Linked DNA regions of Mus musculus: all the other regions are linked to region 1. Evidence: chromatin contacts called from public Hi-C and HiChIP or PLAC-seq data. All regions are on one chromosome and are shown on one strand. The core of a region is the stretch at or near the end of the contact, and the rest is flanking DNA. Distances in the headings are between cores, read along the strand shown. Region 1 overlaps Wscd2 (WSC domain containing 2). Region 2 overlaps Gm30812 (a long non-coding RNA gene). Region 3 overlaps Cmklr1 (chemokine-like receptor 1).

Evidence for each region. Hi-C and Micro-C count contacts between places; a contact is called where the count stands out from the background. HiChIP or PLAC-seq counts read pairs in DNA pulled down with a chosen protein or histone mark.
Region 2: a contact with region 1 is called in a Hi-C map of CD8 T cells, with 2.4 times the contacts expected there. The contact joins two enhancer-like sites. A contact is called at or near these places in 3 of 39 promoter capture datasets (embryonic stem cells, second pharyngeal arch cranial neural crest and stem cell-derived epiblast-like cells), 2 of 15 datasets of contacts at CTCF or cohesin (CD8 T cells and stem cell-derived epiblast-like cells), 44 of 484 Hi-C or Micro-C datasets (the 63-12 cell line, B cells, CD4 T cells and 21 more), 6 of 115 datasets of contacts at active chromatin or transcription factors (CD8 T cells, Th17 cells, astrocytes and 3 more) and 2 of 9 other capture datasets (adipose tissue and liver).
Region 3: a BATF HiChIP or PLAC-seq map of CD8 T cells shows a contact between it and region 1, with 7 read pairs. The contact joins two enhancer-like sites. A contact is called at or near these places in 1 of 484 Hi-C or Micro-C datasets (natural killer cells), 3 of 115 datasets of contacts at active chromatin or transcription factors (CD8 T cells, effector CD8 T cells and memory CD8 T cells) and 3 of 9 other capture datasets (adipose tissue, liver and pancreatic islet).

The regions. Positions count from the first base shown.
Region 1 is chr5:113,538,359-113,541,058 of GRCm38.p6, forward strand. All of the region lies in intron 1 of Wscd2 (WSC domain containing 2), which reads left to right. All of the region lies in intron 2 of Gm52822 (a long non-coding RNA gene), which reads right to left. Among named protein-coding and RNA genes, the nearest start is that of Gm52822, 4.4 kb to the right of the region's middle. Within about 2 kb of position 1,418, at least 36 of the 459 cell types and tissues checked have an H3K27ac peak or open chromatin away from gene starts, as enhancers often do. A contact at or near this core is called in CD8 T cells, where this site is marked.
Region 2 is chr5:113,471,267-113,473,966 of GRCm38.p6, forward strand. It overlaps Gm30812 (a long non-coding RNA gene), which reads left to right. Exons shown (of 3, transcript XR_389557.3): 2 at 2,280-2,434. Among named protein-coding and RNA genes, the nearest start is that of Gm30812, 7.9 kb to the left of the region's middle. Within about 2 kb of position 1,270, at least 6 of the 459 cell types and tissues checked have an H3K27ac peak or open chromatin away from gene starts, as enhancers often do. A contact at or near this core is called in CD8 T cells, where this site is marked.
Region 3 is chr5:113,619,929-113,622,628 of GRCm38.p6, forward strand. The region is part of intron 1 of Cmklr1 (chemokine-like receptor 1); the gene reads right to left. Among named protein-coding and RNA genes, the nearest start is that of Gm42002, 18 kb to the left of the region's middle. Within about 2 kb of position 1,278, at least 29 of the 459 cell types and tissues checked have an H3K27ac peak or open chromatin away from gene starts, as enhancers often do. A contact at or near this core is called in CD8 T cells, where this site is marked.

The sequences.
Region 1 (2,700 bases), core at 168-2,667:
TAGCCTTGGGGACGAGAGCCAACACCAGGCTTCCTTTAAGAATAGTGTGCTCGGCTGGGCGTGGTGGTGCACGCCTTTAATCCCAGCACTCAGGAGGCAGAGGCAGGCAAATTTCTGAGTTCAAGGCCAGCCTGGTCTACAGAGTGAGTTCTAGGACAGCCAGGGCTACACAGAGAAACCCTGTCTCAAAAAACAAACAAATAAACAAACAAATAGTGTGCTCTCAGAGCCCACCAGGATGTCCTGGAGATGAGGCTTCCTGAATAGAGTCTCCCATAGAGACAAAGAGTAGACTTATCCCTAAGTGCCTGTTCCTATGGAAACAAGAGACTGGGTGTCAGGAGAAGGAGCATGTGCACGTGTGCGCACGCGCGTGTGCACACACACACACACAGAGACAGAGAGAAAGGCAAGAGAGAGAAAGAGAGACAGGGGAGAGAGACAGTATCTCACAGCACACAAGCCTAAAGCCTTGGCTCAGCACTGATGACCTTAAACACGTCTCTTGACCTTTGGAAGCTTCAGTTTCTCACCCATGTGATAGGGTGGGGGCAGTACCTGCCCTACAGATTTATGTTGAATGCTGGAAGTTGTGTGTTTTGAGGTTCTGGAAGCTGAAGCAAGGTGAGACTAAACCCACACCTACCACAAGTCTGAAACTATAAAGCCACCAGCTTCCTGGTGCCAGGGGCCACACCCTCTTGAGGTCCACAGCAGGCACTCCCTCAGTGCTGAGAGAACAAGCCAGGGTGTGCTGCCCTGACCAAAGTGGGTCTTGGGGGATCAGGAGACATCCCTGAGGGGAGAAGAAACTCTCCCCAGATGTGAAGCAGGTAGGTGTTCATGGGGTGATGAGCCCTCCCTGCTAGAACAGCCTCCAGTTTAGGCTGGTCCCCTGTGGCCAACTTTAGGCTGCAGATGAGGCTGGTACTAAGGGATGTTTGTTGATTGAATGAACTGTAGTTTGACTATTGGAAAACATGTATATGTATACATGATGTGTGTGTGTGTGTGTCTGTGTGTGTGTGTGTGTGTGTGTGTGTGTATTTGATCCAAAAGAGAAGAGAGCACTATCTACCTGGCCAAGGCCACACAGCTATAGAATGATCTTGAAGCCAAAACAGAAAGAAAAGAGGAAGTCACCATAGCTTGAGGTACCCTGCACAGAACCTCCACCTACCCACACCACTACTTGTGGGCAGCTGATATTTCTCAGAAGACCGTGTGAAATGATGGTGCCCATTTCTTCTTGCAACAGAATCACTCTCCTAGCAATTTACAAGAAGCCTCAACAGGACACTGACCCAGGCAAGGCTTTTCTGGGTGCAAAGCCATGCTGACTGTGGGTCGTGGGCAAACCTATAGAAGTAGGTGTGAGACCACTTCCTTTGTAGGCAGGAAATGACTCTGAGAGGCAGGCAGCATTTGAGACAGGAAGTCAGTTCCACCCACTAACTTTGGAGCATTGGCCTTCCCCTCAATTGGCCCAGCCCTGCGGGGCAGACTCCCTGTCCAGTGCTCCTGGAAGGATCGGTCAGAGTCCCTGACCAGTGCTCTCCTGACAGGAGCGTCTAAGGCCACCAACAAAGACACAGAGGCACTTTCCCTGTCCCCAGGTAACTCCTGCACACCCCAGCTCCCAGCCCCTGGGATGTAACCACATAGACATCTCCCCTTCACCGGGTGGATTTATTCTTGGGGGTGTGTGGGCGATGAGTGTTTGTGTGGGGGAACGTTTGTCTAAATTTAAATTTAAGACGTGTTCAACAGCGGCTTATTAATGCTGGGACTGGAAATGGATGGCTTTTTTTTTTCCCCTTTTCAAATAAACTGATAAGTAGGAGCCTCCCCCAGTTCTCCCTTCTGACCCAGCCTTACCTCTCTCTGAGCCCTTGGGCTATAGGGCCACGGGGTGGCCATGGGCTATCAAGATTGGAGAGAGACAAGGCACCTCTGTCCTGCCTTCCTGCTGTGGCTATCTTAGCTACGTCCTGCAGTCCAGGCAAGGTGTCCAGCTGCCCCTCCCCCCACCGTAATGTGCATAGTCCCTGCTATGTCAACCAGCCCTCTCAACAACTAAGGAGTTGGGAGGGGATTGGTACTCTCACCCCGTGTTACGCCTAAGAACTTGCAGCCCCAATGCCTTAAATGACCCCATGTTCCTTGTTCTGTCTTATGTGAGCACCAAGATCCAAACTCAAGTCTGACTGGTAACAAGTCTGGGGAGGCTGGGGAGATAGATTAGCTGATAAGGGCACTCTATGCCAAACCTGGGCAGGTCTCACTCTGATCTCCAGAGAGCACATGACGAAAGGAGAGAACCAACTTGCTCGAGGTGTCCTGTGACCTCCATGTGTGTGCTGTGACACAGAATATCAAATCATTTTCAAGAACCCTCATATACTTCCTTGAGTTTTTCAAAGCACAACTTAGGGAGAGGAAAAGAAAAAACAAAACAAAACAAAACAAAACAAAAAAAGAACCATGAACTCACTTCTAACCCATTCCCTGGCTGGTGAGGTCTTTTCTGCCCAGCTATGTCTCGGCCCACAGGGATGCTCCTGCCTCCCGTGGCTTCTGTGGTGTTCTGTAATTGCTGAGCAATTTGGAGATGACTGGAAATATATACTTCACGGGTGTGTCTTTCTCCCCAGCCTCCTGGAAGGCACTGAGGCATGACTGTCTCTCTGGGGAGCATTG
Region 2 (2,700 bases), core at 20-2,519, 67 kb before region 1:
GTCATTCCTAGGCTGGTATTCTTGGGTTCTATAAGAAAGCAAGCTGAGCAAGCCAGGAGAAGCAAGCCAGTAAGAAACATCCCTCCATGGCCTCTGCATCAGCTCCTGCTTCTTGACCTGCTTGAGTTCTTGTCCTGACTTCCTTTGGTAATGAACAGCAATATGGAAAGTGTAAGCTGAATAAACCCTTTCCTCCCCAACTTGCTTCTTGGTCATAGTGTTTTGTGTAGGAATAGGAACCCTGACTAAGACAGTGGCTAAGGGCACCATCTTAGAAGTCTCCCCAGGCCTGGATCCTCTGCTGCCAGACAAGAATGTAGCCTTTGCTCTGACCCTGGCCAGGAGGGGGCGCTGGAACTCCTTTCATTTTGACAGTCCAGGAGGGTATTTAATTTGCACTTTCCTAACGCTGGGGAATGTGAGCATCTTTTCCTTTGTTTCTTAGCCACATGGATTTTGTCCATAAAATCCTAACTTTCCCTCTTCTCTTTTCTTCTTTTTTTCTTTTCCTTTTTTCTTTTTTTGCCATTTGTCGCGTGTGTGTGTGTGTGTGTGTGTGTGTGTGTGTGTGTGTTTAACACTGTGGATATAATCATAAATCTAATATAGTCATGCAATATGGATTTTTTAAAAGATATTTATCTTACTAGTAGTCCAGGCTGGCCTTGAACTTATAAAAATCCTCCTGCCTCAACATCTGAGAGGGCTGGGATTTCAGGTATGAGCTACCATGCCCTATATATAGTGTGGATTTTAAAAATCTTTTACTGGCTTTTGCTTTGTTTTTAATCTCATGATAAGGGCACAGACTGTACTATCCTGGGAGGATTAAACAGCTTAATTTGGGATTCCTGGTGTATTATCAGATAGTTTATTCTGTTACTGACCAGCTCAGAGCACAGGGATGTGGTTCTGTGGTTATTCGGATATGTGCGCATCTTTGGAGTTGGTTACAATCCTAAGGCCAGGCAAAGTGATCTGTAGGAATTCCCCGTGAAGAGGCACTCAAAACCTGGAACCTGGCTGACCTGTGTCTACTTGGTTGAGAAGTGGGTGGCATGACTGATCCACGCTGGGCACTATGCTCTAGAGGCAGCATCAAAGATACGCTCATCCCTGGGAGGTGGAGGCCAGTGGGAATTCTCTATGAACAAGAGAAATTAGCAAGGTAGCACCTGTGAATCATCTCGGCTGGTCAGTCCTGCCAGGGACACCGCTTGTGGCAGAAGCAGACCTCACCAAACATGAGCCGGTATCCGGGTCTCTGGTTGCTGGGTTACACCAGCAGGGAGCGCTGGGTTATATCAGCATTGGTTGCTGGGTTACACCAGCATGCACTTGTACCATTTTGTATCTATTTCTCGTTCTGATGAGGCTACTGTGTAACAAATAGCCCTAGAAAGGTTGGAGATAAACAGCAACAGTGTGGCAGCATGGCCAGCCACTCTGATTTGCTGTTCTAAATAAGCTTTCTTAACCCTCTGGGCTCATCCAACCAACAGCAGGCTCTTTTTCACCCATCTTCTATGGTCCTTAGACAAACAAACAGCCTGGGTGTGGTCTCCTGGTGTGGACAAGGGCACCAGCAGGATTGAGCCTTTTCTTGCCCCGGTGTGAGCAGTTCACCTTCACTGTGACTCCAGTGGGTTTGTGGTCACCTGGGAGACCCGAATGTGTCTGTGAGGATGTTTCCAGAGCGGAGTGAAGACCCACCCACCCTCCACTCACAGCTCTTAGGTATCAAGGGCTAAATAAAAATGTGATGAGCTGAGCGCTGCCATTCATCACTTCGTGCTTCCTGCCTACAGATGCTAAGTGACCCTCTGACTCATGCTCCTTCACCACCATCTCCCACCATCACCGCGACCTCCCCCACCATGATGGAAAACACCCTCAGACTCTGAGCTGGGGTCAACCCTCCCTTCCTGAAGTTGCTTTTGTTGGGTGTTTGTAACAGCAGCAGGGAAAATGGAGGAGGGGTGGCACATGGGGGAGGGGTAGTTTAATCCCAAAGCCAAGGACAAGAGTCATGGACAGAGAAGGTACTGGGGTCTTTGCTGCTGTGATCACAGCAGTGCAGCAGGCAGGCTACAGAAACAGGTCTGGATGGGACCCACCATTTGCTGCTGAGGTTTTACATGGGATCCCTTCCCAGAAATCCCCCCACCCAGCCCTAGGTCACACCACAACCTTCTTGCTTTCTCTCAGCTCTTTGCCAAGGGACAGAAATCTCTGCAGTGCGGCCCTCCTGCTGCTAATGGCTTCTCTGTCTCTCTTAGGGATTGTGCACCAGGAGACCTCACTAGCTTCTTCTGATGATGTTCTCAGTGCCCCCAGTCCTAGCCATGCAGACGACAGTGACACAGCTCTGCAGCTCCTTTCACAGGGACTCCACAGCCACTGTGTCTTTTTCCTGATCACTGGCAAGCACTGGGTAAGTGTTATATGGTTCGCCTTTCTCACTGTGAGCACCAGCAAGGTGTGGATTGTTTCCATGTCAAGACAAACGATGGCTGGCTCATCAGGGTTCAGCAGAAAATGGAGAAACTTCTGCCCCTGGATTCTTTCTAACGGTCTGAAGGCTCAGGATCCTGCATGTGACCCACCCTGTTTGGACTTGGATGGAGTCTCCTTGACTGTTGCTAATGCAAGTGACAATGGAGGGATGGAGATGTCCAAGGGGAGGGAGTGGTTGACTTA
Region 3 (2,700 bases), core at 28-2,527, 81 kb after region 1:
CAACAAAAATTTTTGCTTGTCTTTTCTACTTGGTGTTTGTTTGTTTGGAGAGAGAGAAAATTTTGTTTTGTAGATCAAGTGGTCTTCAAACTAGTGATCCCCTGCCTCTGAGTTCTGGGATTATGGGCGTCTGCCTTCATAACCAGCTTCCCAAAATTCTCTTCATCTATGGCTGGTCAGATCCAGGGGATAAAACAATCCATTCAAAAGGAGGGCTGGCTGTGCTCGGAACTGGCCTGGCGCACTGTGCTGTGATTGACCTTCCAACACCCCCACCCCGCGCCTCACCCCACCCCACCCCCACCCCCGTGGCCTTTGTCAAGGCAGATGGGGAAAGGCCAGCCAGGGTGGCGTGAGGAATGGCGTGTTCCAGTCCATCTGTCTCCTGCTTGGGTTCAGGGCCAGGACATGGGCACAGGGCTGGTGGCTCCTGACTCCCAGGTGCTGTCAATCATGACAAGCCCCTCCCTCCTGCTGCCCAGAACACTGTAAGATCACAATGGATGCCTGGCCTCTGTCAACTCCAAGGAGATATAATATTCCTGTCCCTCACATCCCTCACACCCCTACCACCACCACCACAATGTTCATGGAATAAAGACATGCATCCCATGTCTACATACGTAGCTAACCCAGGCCCAATGTGCTGGCTCCATGCCAGACACACCTCTGCAGTGTTCGGGTGGCCCCACAGAGAAAACTCCGCTTGGTAGATGAGAAAACGTGTTAAGAGAGGTGAAGCCGGCCGGGCGTGGTGGCGCACGCCTTTAATCCCAGCACTTGGGAGGCAGAGGCAGGTGGATTTCTGAGTTCGAGGCCAGCCTGGTCTACAGAGTGAGTTCCAGGACAGCCAGGGCTACACAGAGAAACCCTGTCTCAAAAAACCAAAAAGAAAGGAAAAAAAAAAAAAGAGAGAGAGAGAGAGAGGTGAAGCCTCTTTCCCGTAGCCACACAGCTGGGAAGTGTGAGTGGAGTTTGCTCCTCAGGACTCAAAGGAAAGGCTCACACACACCCCACTTCTCTGAAGGGTGGGCAGCCCCCAGTCTCACCTCTCCGAGCCTCTGAGCTTGCATCCTGAGAGCTCAGCTCTCCCCTGTTCTGACCCCACAAATGTGCCCACTCTGAGCCTCCTTCCCAGGGGGCCCCTTAAGGTCGCTCGCTGTAAGCAGCGATCTGTGAAAGCTATACCTTCAGAGCTGTATGCTTTCCAGTAGCACCAGAAGAAGGCACCCACAGAGAAACACCCTTGAGGAAATTGTGGTTAAGAGCAACTTGGCTCCCCCCCTTGAACTGTTACTTCCTCTATCTTGATAACCTGTGATCTGAATTAATCACCTCTCCCCCTTTCCATGTGGCCACAAGGAAGCTCGAGGTCACATTTGCAGATCCCAGCAGTGACTCCCTTACCTCCATGCAGCTGTCCATGCTTGCCTCCGCGGGTCCTCGTGTATCTAACCCTACCCTGTACTGCTTTCAGTTCCTTGTGATAAGATAACGGCTGAGTTACGCAGTCACCCAGATGCTCATCTAAACCCCATTATCCTCCATACCTGCTGGGCTCCACTGTCCTCAGGGACAATACCGCTGTCCACTATGGAGGTGAGGCAGCTCAGCTCACATGGTGCTCAGCCAGTGACTGCTTCATGTCCAGATCACTCCGACCTCTACCCTTGGTTGTAGGACAAAGTACCCACTATTTTGAGCCAGCCCACACCCTTCCTGATGCTCCTGGGGTGCCCTCCCCTCTAACAAAACATTCTTGTTGGGGTGACTGCAATAAGAACGGCCCCCATGGGCTCATATATTTGAAAGCTTAGTCACCAGGGTGTGGCACTATTTGAAAGGATTAAGAGGTGTGGCCTTGTTGGAGAGTGTGTGTCCCTGGTGCCGTGGGCTTAGGGGTTTCAGAAGCCTATGTCAAGCCCATAGTCTGTCTCTGTGCCCATGGATCTGGATGTGTCTCTCGGATACTGTTCCAGCACCTAACTGCGTGCCACCATGCTCCCTGTCATGACCATAATAGACTGACCCTCTGAAATGGTAAGCAAACATCCAATTAAATGTTTTCTTTTATAAGAGTTGCCAGGGGGCTAGCGAGATGGCTCAGTGGGTAAGAACACTGACTGTTCTTCTGAAGGTACTGAGTTCAAATCCCAGCAACCACATGGTGGCTCACAACCATCTGTAATGAGATCTGACGCCCTCTTCTGGTGTGTCTGAAGACAGCGACAATGTACTCAGATATAATAATAAATAAATCTTTAAAAAATAAATAAATAAAAGAGTTGCCATGGTCATGGTGTCTCTTCACAGTTAGAGAACCATGACTAAGACACTTCCTCTTGTCCCATTTTTATGAGCCCTGCCCCTTCCAGCCAAGGAGCTCACCCTCCCCAGTTTCCAGAACCATCTGGCTGAGGTCAGGGATACACATGGGGTTGCAGATGAAGCCGGCATGGCATGCCTCTCCTGTCCTCAGTTCCCCTCAAAGCCTAGGGACACAATTATCCTGCCTGCCGGAGGCAGCCAGAGTCCTCCAGCTCCCATCCATCTGACACAGGAGCCTACAGTGGCCGGCCTACTCAACAAAACCTTAGACTGTCCCTTCCCTGGACAGTCCTGTGGGTCTCTAGGGAAAGACATAGACACAAGGAAGAGGGTGCAGCCGAGGGTGTCCATGAGGGAGGCCTCTGGAACTAG